Regions from separate parts of the Dromaius novaehollandiae genome. Here region 2 is linked to region 1. Evidence: chromatin contacts called from public Hi-C data. All regions are on one chromosome and are shown on one strand. Each heading gives the region's core, a stretch centred on a gene start, on an enhancer-like site or on the middle of the called end of the contact. The rest is flanking DNA. Distances are from core to core; before and after follow the strand shown.

Evidence for each region. Hi-C and Micro-C count contacts between places; a contact is called where the count stands out from the background.
Region 2: a contact with region 1 is called in a Hi-C map of brain, with 2.3 times the contacts expected there. The contact joins the promoter of PTPRM here to the enhancer-like site in region 1. A contact is called at or near these places in 3 of 4 Hi-C or Micro-C datasets (brain, liver and ovary).

The regions. Positions count from the first base shown.
Region 1 is chr2:115,344,992-115,350,540 of bDroNov1.hap1, forward strand. The region is part of intron 24 of PTPRM (protein tyrosine phosphatase receptor type M); the gene reads right to left. Among named protein-coding and RNA genes, the nearest start is that of RAB12, 69 kb to the left of the region's middle. Within about 2 kb of position 1,705, at least 2 of the 2 cell types and tissues checked have open chromatin away from gene starts, as enhancers often do.
Region 2 is chr2:115,803,014-115,809,047 of bDroNov1.hap1, forward strand. It overlaps PTPRM (protein tyrosine phosphatase receptor type M), which reads right to left and starts at 1,907. Exons shown (of 34, transcript XM_064507225.1): 1 at 1,396-1,907. The coding sequence starts at 1,468.

The DNA.
Region 1 (5,549 bases), core at 455-2,954:
CTATTACGGTAATAGCTATGCTATCAGCACCGCAACTGGCCATCGTCCAGTAGTGCAGTACGTGCTAGGAGTAGCATCTGTTATACATCTGCTATATGAAATGTTTTCTCTCTTTCTCCCCTTCTCTCACCGAAGAGAAAACTAAAAACTGATCGTTTAATACATGTAAGTGGACTGGTTTATTTAAATATAAGCTTAAATGGGTTGCGTTGAAAAAAACACTTCAAATTTTGAATGGAAAATTGATACAAAATTAAAAATATATTAAACTTCAAAACTGTAAGAGTACTTCTCAAACCCATTATCTTGCCAAAATATTTGGATTACTATTATGCCTAGTCTTGAGTAAGAGGTAAAAATGAAGCACATGTATATAATCACACAATGAAAACTGTAAAGCATGATTCAACAGATTTATTTATACAAACTCTAAGTTTAATATACACAGGATTACGCAGAGAGTTGAACCTTGTCCTGTCAGGCAGAAGAAAATGTCTTCCTCAAAAGTTGTTTCTAGTGAAGTAGCTGATAACCACTAACAACCTCTGTCTGGGCAGAAGATAGCTCTTGCCACACCAAACGGGTAATGTTGGCTGATGAAATCAAGAGTTTGTCAGGGCATGGCCAACAGTTCAGTAGTGACGATCTCATCAAATTATAAACCAAAGGAAACTCTTTAGCTGGATAAAATTTAAATCTGAACTGAGAACTGAGCGAAGGTTTAGAAAACACAGCCCTGTATCAGGATCCTCTTCAGCGAAAAGAGTGCCCTGATCTTAAGGACTGGCTCCCAGCCACAAAATTATACAAGCATCCTAACAGCTTATTCCTGCTTACACAGCTGGTAAAAAGCTCCTAGAGCAGATGTGAAGTTCACGTAGCTCTAAGCAGGTTTTTATTTATCGCTCTATGCCTGTCTTCAGACCTAGTAACTGCATTAGTATTGGCTGAGAAGCCTTCTTCATGTTTTCCTTAACGTTTCATCTGGTGTTAAACACAGTTTCAGGACTGTCGGCAAACAACAGGTCACACAGCCCCCTTCCGCGGGGAGAGCCCCGCTGTGGGGGCATCCCACAGTACCCCCAGCGCTCCAGGACCAGGCGCCAAGTTTGTCAAAACTGCTTCCCTCCACTATTGCACTGGCTGGGGGCGGACAGGCCCTCAGTAGGGACAAGATGGTTCCCAGCATCAACATCAGCCCTAGGGCCCCTCTCCAGCTTACAGGGGAACCATCCCAAGGGTGCCTAAGCCTCAGGACCTCCAGCAAGCCTGTAGTCATCTCCCATGCCTATCCGTTGGCTACAAGCTATGAACAACCATTTTAAAAGCATTAAAAAGAACTGCAAGCAGTTGCTGCTATTATCTAGTGTAGCATCTACTTGATGTTTATTTAGATTTTATCTTGTTTGGAAGTATTTCCAAAAAACCCTGTGATAGGGGCCATACGAAACACATTGAAGACTCATTGTTTTGTCTGTACTGTTAAAATAATCCAGACTCTTCACCCTGCTCAAATCTCTCCTGCCAGCAAACTCACCCTTTACAGTCACTGCTGGGAACTCTCTGAAGCGGGTTTTTCCTGCCTACCTATGACTAAGATGAGTTTTTGCCTCTCCATGCAGAATAAGGCAATTCATACTGCTGGAGCAGCCCACTGACAACCTCGTCTCTGGAGCCAATCTCCTTTTCCTGCCTATTCCCTTATCCTTTCCATAGGTGGACTCTGAGCCACACAAACAGGGCCAGCGCACGTATGGCAAAGGAAGCAGCTGCAGCAGTGCTCCTCGTCGCAGCATGACCAGTGATCAGCACAGCTTTTGTAGCTAACTTTAGCCTCGTTCCTTTCTGATGGGTGCCTGCCATCCTCAAAACGGCGCCAATTTAGTAAAATAAACAATTGGGAGGGGGGAGAAAAAAACTGGCTGAATTAAGTTGCTCAGCTTTGAAGGAAAACATGCCTGTTTCTATCTTGGTAAGTCTAGACAGGCTGGATTACAACTAAGGAGGAGGGACACTTAGAGAGCCCAATTTAGAAGGGCACAGACCTCACCACCTTTTGCCTCAACTGCCAGATTCGCATCCCCTCTTTCTTTAAACCTTATTTAAGATGATCCAGTGGAATAATTCAGGAAGCATGGGGGGATGCGGTGGCAAAGTTACAGCCCTTGGTGCCTCACACAGCTCGGGCCCTCGGGGGCTTTCTCATTTCCTTGCACAGGGATTTTGGGCACAGAGCAGGCTGGAGCCGAGCAGGAGGATCCACGACAACACAATTTCCTGAAAACTCTCCCTACTGGAATAGGGGCTGTAACAGCTGTGGGAACAGTGCCAGAGCTGCAGTCAGAGCCACAGACCAACACTAAGCGATTCACTTACTGGGAGAAAAAAAAATTAAACTTTTTTTTTTTTTAAATTCAGGTTTTTTTCCCTCTACTTTTGGCTCCTGTCCCGCAGTGCAGCTGCACGTGGTGAGCTTTATGCACGGGAACTTGATGGACTTCCAATGAGCCAAAAGTTAAATAAATGCTTAAAGACCAATTTCTTATCTTCCCCAGGACCTCTCAAATAAATACAGAGGGGTCTTAAAGAGGGAAGTAAATTAGTGTAAATGGAAATCACAATCATAAATGTTTATTGGATCAGGGCTTTTATTTGTATAAGGAAAGACAATTGCAACAAAATAGAATATGGTTTTACTCGTCTAATATGAGGAATACTGCTGGCAACATATGTTTGCCCAGTTTTTCTTTTTAGCATAGCTTTAGCTACTGTGTCTTGATGAATCTCTTTCCCTTTGTATAAATATTTGGTACATATTTTACAAAAAAACTACAAACAGAAGGTTTAGCTAAATAATAGATACAGGAATCTAGAACTGAATATTAAATACATTAGATTTGTTTTTTCACACAGTTGCCATCATAACCGTAAATATCAGCCACAAAATAGAAAACATAATTTGGAAATCTCATCTAAGCAGAACTATAATTGAGAGTTTGTTCAGATACACCCCACATTTATATCCTAACATATTGCCAAAAAATACAGATGTTCATCACATGATGAGGTAAAAGGGTGATTGCCAGAGACATAATGAAAATGCTCTGGTTTAATCTATTCATTCCAAGGTACACTGCCCAATTGTTCCATACATGCTTATTTTACTAATAATTTTAGAGATTTGGAGAAGATCATTATCTACTTCCCCTCCCCCCCAAAAAAAACCCCCAGAGAAAAACAGTGAGAAAATACGAACTAACAATAAAGGTGAAAAGTTGTACTTGCTATTTCTAAATATAACAAACAATGCAGGAAGTAGATAGATAATGAACACAAATTGTGACTTCTGAAGCAGTGTATTTAGCCATTTGGCAATGCAACACATCTAGCTAAAGGCAGTATGAAAGCCAGGACAATAATTCACTTCCTTAGAGGCTTGAAATAGGAGGAATATTACAGAATTGATATGTGAGCTGGCTGTGAAATTTACTTTATAGTTCCTACAGAACAGTTTAAATAACACTGATTATTCAGAGTGTCCAATTTGCTTTGATTCTGAAATACTCTTAGTAAAAGGTGATATAGCTGGCTATGCACTGCATGGATTGTCATTAGTGAAGAACAGTATTATATATTCTAATTTAAAATTAATCCTGAACTAAGTAAGGATTATAAGACAGACATAAATTTTTGAAATGAAATCTCTAGGACGTAAAATGAAAAAGCCAACTAAGCTCACCAGTGAAAACTTTTTACAGGCTTTAGAGGTATAACTAGGATAACAATGTATACTTTTATGTGACTGACTTGAAGTAAAAGAACATCCAATAATTGAAAGTACTTTTATTTAAATACTTCCGAAACAAAAAATATATTGTGATTAAGAACATTTCATTAGTTATTAAAGCAATCTTTGACAGAAGATTAAATCCAGTCTTTCTTTTTCACAAGTTCCTCACTTTCTTTCTTTCTTTGCCTTTGAGCAAGTCAGTTAATTGATCTATACCTCATTTTACACTTTTCTAAAAGAGGCACAGAAGAGTATTGAGAAATACAACATTTAAGATACTGTTTGGCACCATCTGATGAATGGATCTGTATAAAGGCAACCAGCAGTCTTTCTGTTGTTCACTGCTCCCATACCGGGAGAGATCTCTGTAAATTTTATTAGCTCAGTCTAATTTCTTCCAGTGATGACTCAGAGCTATCTGTCCCCATCTCCTGCTGCCCTATGTCCCCTTGAAGTAGCTAGGTCGATCCACAAGTGCAATCCTAGGTTGCCGGCTGGATGCCCTCTGATTCAACTTCTGCCCAGAACAGTTGGCTTTCCGGACATGTCTGGTAGTAGCAATATGCTACCTGCTTTTCACTTGAGGGAATCAGTGTGATGCCTTTGAAGAATCACGTATACTGCTGGCATACTACCAACTGATAAAATTAAGCTGACAGGCCAAATCTGGCCTCTGCAGGCATATTTTGGCCATAAAACAAAATTATAGGAGGATTGCTTTAGGTGACCCACGCTAAAGCTATTGTAGTGTTCCTGCCTCCATTGCGAGTACAACAGAAGAATTTGGATTGCCTCTATTTCATTACCTATGTTTGAGCACTGGTTATTCAAAAAGGGTGTAAATCAGTCCGATTTAGTAAAGCCCTGGTGGGGAAGAAAGGCTGACCGCAGAGCACTGTCATTGAGAAGGGTGGTCCCATGCCAAGAGGAAGGCTGGTATGATGGCTATGGGATTAGTTGGAGCTCCTCAAAGCCTCTCTTAATCCCTTGCACGACCATGAAATCATGGACATACTACTCAGATCCTGTGCTCTGATGGGACTGATGTGCCTGCACAGAGCAGAACAGCAGGCACATAGAAACTTGTTTCTGTTCCAAGAGCAAAATCCTGCTGTTAGCTCAGCTCCAGAGCACTGGTGGGTCAGCTGGCCAGCTTCTGGCACCAAAACTTGCTCAGCTGATCCTGGGCTGCAGAGCTCTACACATTGCTTTACTGTGCCAGTGCCTCCAGTACCCTTCTTCCTTCACAGAGATATGCAGAGATTAAGTACCCTAGACTGCTGAGGAGAGCAGACCTGCAGTGGTGAAGCCATTTCAATAGTCCAGGCATTTCCAAGAGGAACTTGAGGCTGTCTTTGCAAACTGCACTTTCACTCGCATTCAGCACCTTGGCAGCATTGTAGCAGCCAGCCCAACATGGGTATCCAGGTATTTGTGTATCCTTAAACCCCTCTTATTTACTCCTCAAAATGAATTATCTCAACTGGTTTAGTGAGTATTAAGATATTCATCTCAATTGATTAACCTTCTCTGAAACATTGTATTTACTGGAAGCAAGAGAATGCAGCAAAACACTGAGAGATGAAAGCACGTCTGCTTTGAGTTACATGGGACAGTGCTAAGGGCATGCAGGTTGATGTCCTGTTCAATGGTGTGAATATTGCTAATCTGTGGACATCTTTATTAAATGATTACAAATGATTCCTTCTCTTTCCTGAGGAACAACAGCCAACTTTTTTCCCTAAGGATTCCTCCCTCG
Region 2 (6,034 bases), core at 657-3,156, 460 kb after region 1:
TTAAATATCCAAGAGAAGAAGAGTTGCCCTAGCTTAAGTTTAAACAAGAAGTAAGACAGTTCACACAGGTCAGCAATGAGTTATGGATTTATCTTAATAAGGCAAGAGCTCTTGCTGAAGTCTGGACACTACACTTAAAATATTCATGAGTTATAGGACTAATACACATGAGTTTGGTTCCATAATTCACAACAGGGGATAGCTTCACCCTAACATGAGCATTTGGAAGAGATGTCATCACTGTTAACTGTCCTCTTAGTACAAGAACATTCTTCTGCTCAGGAACCCTCTGTCTTATCTGCAGCAGAAATACCTAAGAGAAATTAAGGAAAATGCAGCTGAATACACAAAGGGTTGCTGCAACCTAACAGGATAATAAAATATTTTAAAAATAATTTAAAAAGTTTAAAAACAGGCTATCAATTCCTACACACAAAACTTGGTTGTGACACAGTGCTGCATAGAAGCAACATGTAATACACAAAAATACAAACTATTCGACAGCCGGAGCAACAAGAGAAGTCAGAAGTACTGCTTCCCACCAGATCAAAGCACGTTTAGCATGAACTGAAGACCAGATGTCTTCAATTTCTTTAATGCGCTTTTCAGTTGCACTAACTTCACGTCACAAACAAACAAGCAAAGAAAAATCTGAAGTTACTCCTTCCAGCCGAGCGCAGAAAAACTATTTCACAACCAGATTTCTGCCCGAAATTACGGGTTTCTTCGAGGCGTATTTGGAAACTACGTGGGCAGCGGAGCAAGTCCGAGGATTCAAGACTAAGGTAACGAGTCTGAGATTTCAGTGAGAGGAGGAAAAAATAGATAGACAGATAGATAGAAGTGGCGTTCACCGAGCACTTCGCCCTGCTCCCCGCCGGCCGCGAGGCCGGGCACCGCCGGGACACAGGGGCCGGCGCGGGCAGCGGTTCCGCGCTCCGGGCACCGGCACTGCGCCGCCGGCCGCGCCGCCCTTTCCGCGCCGCACCTCGAGGCGACGCCACTTTCGGGGCTGAGCGGCCGCGCAGGAGGCGGCGCCGGCGGCCAGCAGCGCCGCGGGCCCCGCAAAAGTTTCTCCGCCGTGGGGCGGCCGGGGCGGCAGGAAACTTCGGGGAAGTCGGCTGCGGCGGAGAGGGAGGGCGGGCGACCCCCGTCCCGCCGCCGCCGCCGCCCCGCGCCCTTCCCCTCAGCGGCCCGGCCCGGCCCCGCCTCGCCCCCCTTTGCCCCCTCGCTCTTCCCCCGCGTACGCAGCACATCCGAGCTGTGCTCCCCCCTCCCAGCCCGGAGCGGTGGGCGCACCCCGACCGAACGCCCATCAGCACCGCAGCCCCCTCCCCCCCCGCGACCGTTCGCTCGCCAACGGCCGCCCGCGGCGCGGCCCGGGAGGCTCCTTACCTGTGAACGTCTGCGCTCCCGCCGCCAGCAAAAGTCCGGCCAAAGTAACCAGGCAAGTTCCAACTTTCCCCATATTTCCAACCAACTCCCCCCCCTTCCTGCTCCGCAGCCAGCAAAGTGCCAAAGTGTTTGCCAAAGTAGGAGGCGCCCCTCTCGCCCCCTCCAGTCGGTGGGGCAGGCGGGGAGGGGGTCGGCTCCCCCGCGCGGTGCCCGCGGGCTGCTCTGCTCTGCTCTCCTCGCGTCCCCGGGCACGGCGAGCGGGGCGCCAAGCGCCCGGAGCTGCCCGCCCGCCGCCGTGCCGCGTCCCCAGGGCCCCGCCGCTCTCCTCCCCGGGGGCTGGGGTCACCCTTCAGCCCGGAGTCTCCTCGCGCGGCGCCGCCGCCGCTGGTCCCGGCTCAGCTCGGCTCCTCACTGACTCGCGGTCCCCCCCCGGCAGGCTGGAGGGAGCGCGGAAAGTCACGCCCAGCCGCCGGCGCCGCCGTCCGCCGCCGCTAGAGGGCAGCGCGGGGCGAGGCGGCGCGGGGCGGCGGGGTGCCGCGCACCGGGGCTCGGCAGCGGCCCCTGCCCCCCCCCGCCGCTCCCCGCGGGGCCGCTTCGTTCGGCGGAGCGGCGGCTGCGCGCCTGGCGGGAAGGTGCCGAAAGTTCCCCGGGCAGCGGGGGAGAAAAGCAGGCACGGCGGCGGGGCGGGGACTCACCCACGCGTCTCGTCAACTTCGCGAGCCGCCGGGCTGCGCCGCGCCGAGCGCCGCCACGGGGCCAGGGGAGCGCCCGGGCGCGGCCTCCGCCGCCGCTTCGCCTCTGCGGCCGGTGCGGAGCCCGTCGGAGGCCCCGTCGGAGGCCCCGTCGGAGGCCGGTCGCTCGCTCGCTCGCTGTTCCCTGCGAGCGGCAAGTGGGGAGCCCTGTCCTCCCCAGCACAGGGCCGATGCCAAAACAGAAAATAAGGCGTTGTTTAGTTTCTCTGGGCTGGCGACAGGCAGCACTAAATAAATTAATAACGTTAAAGTTAATAAACTGCTCTTAATTCATATTGCTGCTAATAAAACTTTAGCTCCTAAGCCTGCTTTCAGTTACACCCACCCTTCACCCCTCCAGAGGGGTTTCAGTGCAACTCCTATGAGTTTAAAAAATAATGACGTCAAGAATTTGCACGATGAGATATTAAATGATGAAAGCAAAGCCATTTTAAAATGCCACTTCACCTTTCATTATTCACAATCCATGATTTCTAGCATTTTTCTCCACAGCAGCCATGAAATAAGTTGCTTGATAATCCGTTTCACTTTCTGGCTTTGACTCCTGGAGGCTCTAGTCCCCAGACGTGTTTATTGGTTTTAAACTAATTCTTTCTAAATTGGACGGCTAAAGGTGGAAATATTTTTATTGGCTATCGCTTTCATGAAAGCTTTATTTTTATTTCAAGCGCAAATGTCAGGCCAAATTTAATGCCTGTTTATTCCCTAGGGTTGGTTGCAAATGAAGCAGTAAAGACGAGAATCTAAATAATGCTGCAGATAAGGGTCTGACCCTTACTAACCCAAACTTAGGCGCTCCAGGTCTCCCTGCAGAGCAGGCCCTCGGGTTTGTGTGCCACCCGTGCACAGTTAGCCTGCTTCAGTCCCTGCCTCGCAACTAAAGCCCGAACTGCCCCCATCCCCCTCTTCTGCACTGCAAGTTACAGTGCACATAACACAAAATATGCACAAATCATTAATTTTACATATAATACATCGTCCTCAGACTCCGGCACGTAGCTGTGTCCTGTCCTCCGACCCCCCGTTCATTCTGTTGCCACGATATTGCTGCTGTGTTTTCACGAAAGAGCGTGAACTTTCAGACGTGTGGGGGTAAGGCAGCGACCTCAAAAGCTAACACAAGGGGGCAGAGTAGCATTAATTGTTGCATTTCCTGACGTCAGACTTTCTTTAAATTGTGAGCTTTGGGGGTTTTTTTTCTTTTTAAATTATTTATCTGGGATTTCCCAGTCTTCCCCCCCGAAAAAGGTTACCTTAATTCCCAGGAACTTTGAAAACCTAGTGGTTTGTAGCAATAGTAATTCTAGGGGTTTTGTATTTTGCAACTTCTTTGTAGGTGCATAATTTATGCACATTTTATGCTTTCTAAAAGCTGAAGTTATATTTTCTCCAAGTTAGAAACTATAGATAGTCTTGAAAAGTGTTGTCTTTGTAACTACAAAACTGGTAAAAAGAAAACTCGGTCTGATAATAAGCAGTTTAACTTTTAAAATTTAAATTTTTAAAATTTTAAAATTTATCTGCTATAGTAGATCTATTACTAAAAATCCTGAAAACAACAGTTAAGCCAGTACTTATGCTAATGGTAACTTCTTTCTAGGTTCATAATGTCCAGACACACATAAAAACTATGCTAATGTCAGTCCTAACACAGTGCAAAAGAGTATAATGTTATGACATATAACCTTAACTCTGACCCATTTTCTTCACAGGCAAACAGAGATTCCACTCTTGTATCCACAGCTCTCCACTCATATCTTAGTGAAGATGAGACATAAAGTCACCCAGTTCTATGGATTACAGAAGTAAGAGTCTTTGGTCACAGTTATATTGGGAGTTAGTCTAAAGTCATTGAACTTCAAGGACGTAACCATTTGTGTTAATTAGAATAAATCAAAAAAACAGTTAAGCTCTGGGGAATAGCTAGAACAACAAGAACAACTGAAAACACAGGTCACACATGGCTGATGAGGAATTAAGTTAGCTGTGTTTCACTGACATTTGAGATTGTAATGCTTCTGAACTGTTTTCATGTTCACTCAAAAAAAAAAAAAAATAGTAGAGCACTAAGAAAGCACTAGAGAGAACCACAGGTTCACCAGTGATGTGAATGCAAGAAAACCTCCATGAGAGTTCATTAAGATCTAAGCTGCATCTGGAGACTGGAAAGGGGATTGGAAACATCTGCAAAGAAATTAGTTTCCTCTTGTTTTCAACTGACAAACAGGGGCTTGGCATCTGTTCTTGAACAGAATCACCTCAAAGAAGTACCTGAAGGGAGGATATTTCCGCCCCCCCCCGCTTGAGGAACATACAAGATCACAAATACGGACTAGTTACTATTGTTGGAAGGGGTCAAAGAATGAAATAGCTGAGTAGCAAGGCACATGCAATAAGAGAAAAATGAACCTGAAAGTTAACAATAACTATTCATTTTCCAAATTTTAATGCACATTAATAGGAAATGCACTCAAGCAACCGTCATTGCAAGATTTTTGTTTGTTTTTAAAAATGGAATTTTTAAATTACAGAATCACAGAATAGTTGGGTTTGGAAGGCACCTCTCTGGAGATCATCTAGATCAAGCAGGGTCAGCTAGAACAGGTTGCTCAGGGCCATGTCCAGTTGGGTTCTGAGTGCCTCCGAGGATGGAGACTCCACAACCCCTCTGGGCAACCTGTTACAGTGTTCAACCACCCTCACAGCTAAGAAGTATTTTCTTATGTTCAAGTGGAATTTCATGTGTTTCAGTTTGTACCCACTGCCTCTCGTCCTCTCACTGGGCAGCAGCAAGAAGAGTCTGGCTCCATCCTCCATTACACATACACACACAAACACACACAACCCTGTCAGGTATTTATACACATTGATAAGATCCCCCCTGAGCCTTCTCTTCTACGTGCTGAACAGTCCTGGCTCTCTCAGCCACTCCACGTATGAGAAATGCTCCAGTCATTTTAATCGTGTGTGTGGCCCTTGGTTGGATTCAATGCAGTATGTCCCTGTCTCTCTAGTCCTGGGAAGCCCAGCACTGGACCCAGCACTCCAGGTGTACCCTAACCGATGCCTAGCAGAGGGGAAGAATCACCTCCCCTGACCTGCTGGCGATGCTCTCTGCCTAATGCAGCCCACAACATTGTTGGCCTTCTTTGCCATGAGAGTTAGTCATTGAACTTCAAGGACATAACCATTCTGTGTTAATTAGAATAAATCAAAGAAACAGTTACGCTCTGGGGAATAGCTAAAACAATGAGAATAGCTGAAAAATGAACAACAACTGAAACTGAAAATTAACCAACTCAACAATAAATTCTGTATAATTATACTGTTTATTACACAAACTTGACTGGCTAAGCTGCCCTCTCCCTGCTAAACTCTCTCTTTCAGATCCATTTCTAGTATTGCAGATCTCCGAGTTACTTCAGACAGGTGGTTTTTGAAATTTCCACACTGATAATGTGAATGTTACTGGTTTGGGAGGTCCAAGATCCAAATTCCTTTTGTAATGTGGAAACAGAAACAAGTGCTTGACCAATGGCAAGAAAAAGCTCCTAGTATATTAGCATGCATATATTATTAACAATTATACCTAATGTGTTTATCTATTTAGCTGTTAGCATTCCTTTAAGGCACTATCAATATTCATACAGCTATTTGTTCTATACTACTGGCACAAGAACAAATAAACATATCTCAAATTCCATAATATATCAAGGCCACGCATAATCCGTAGCATGAAGTCACCCTTCCTATAATGACATGAAGTGAAAACACTCTCTTGCTCATGTTACAGCACAAATAGAAAGGCAAAGAATCTTATTCAAATATTGGAGGAAAGCCCAAACATCCTGCCTTTTCTGACCCATGACAATGCTGATCAAGTGGCC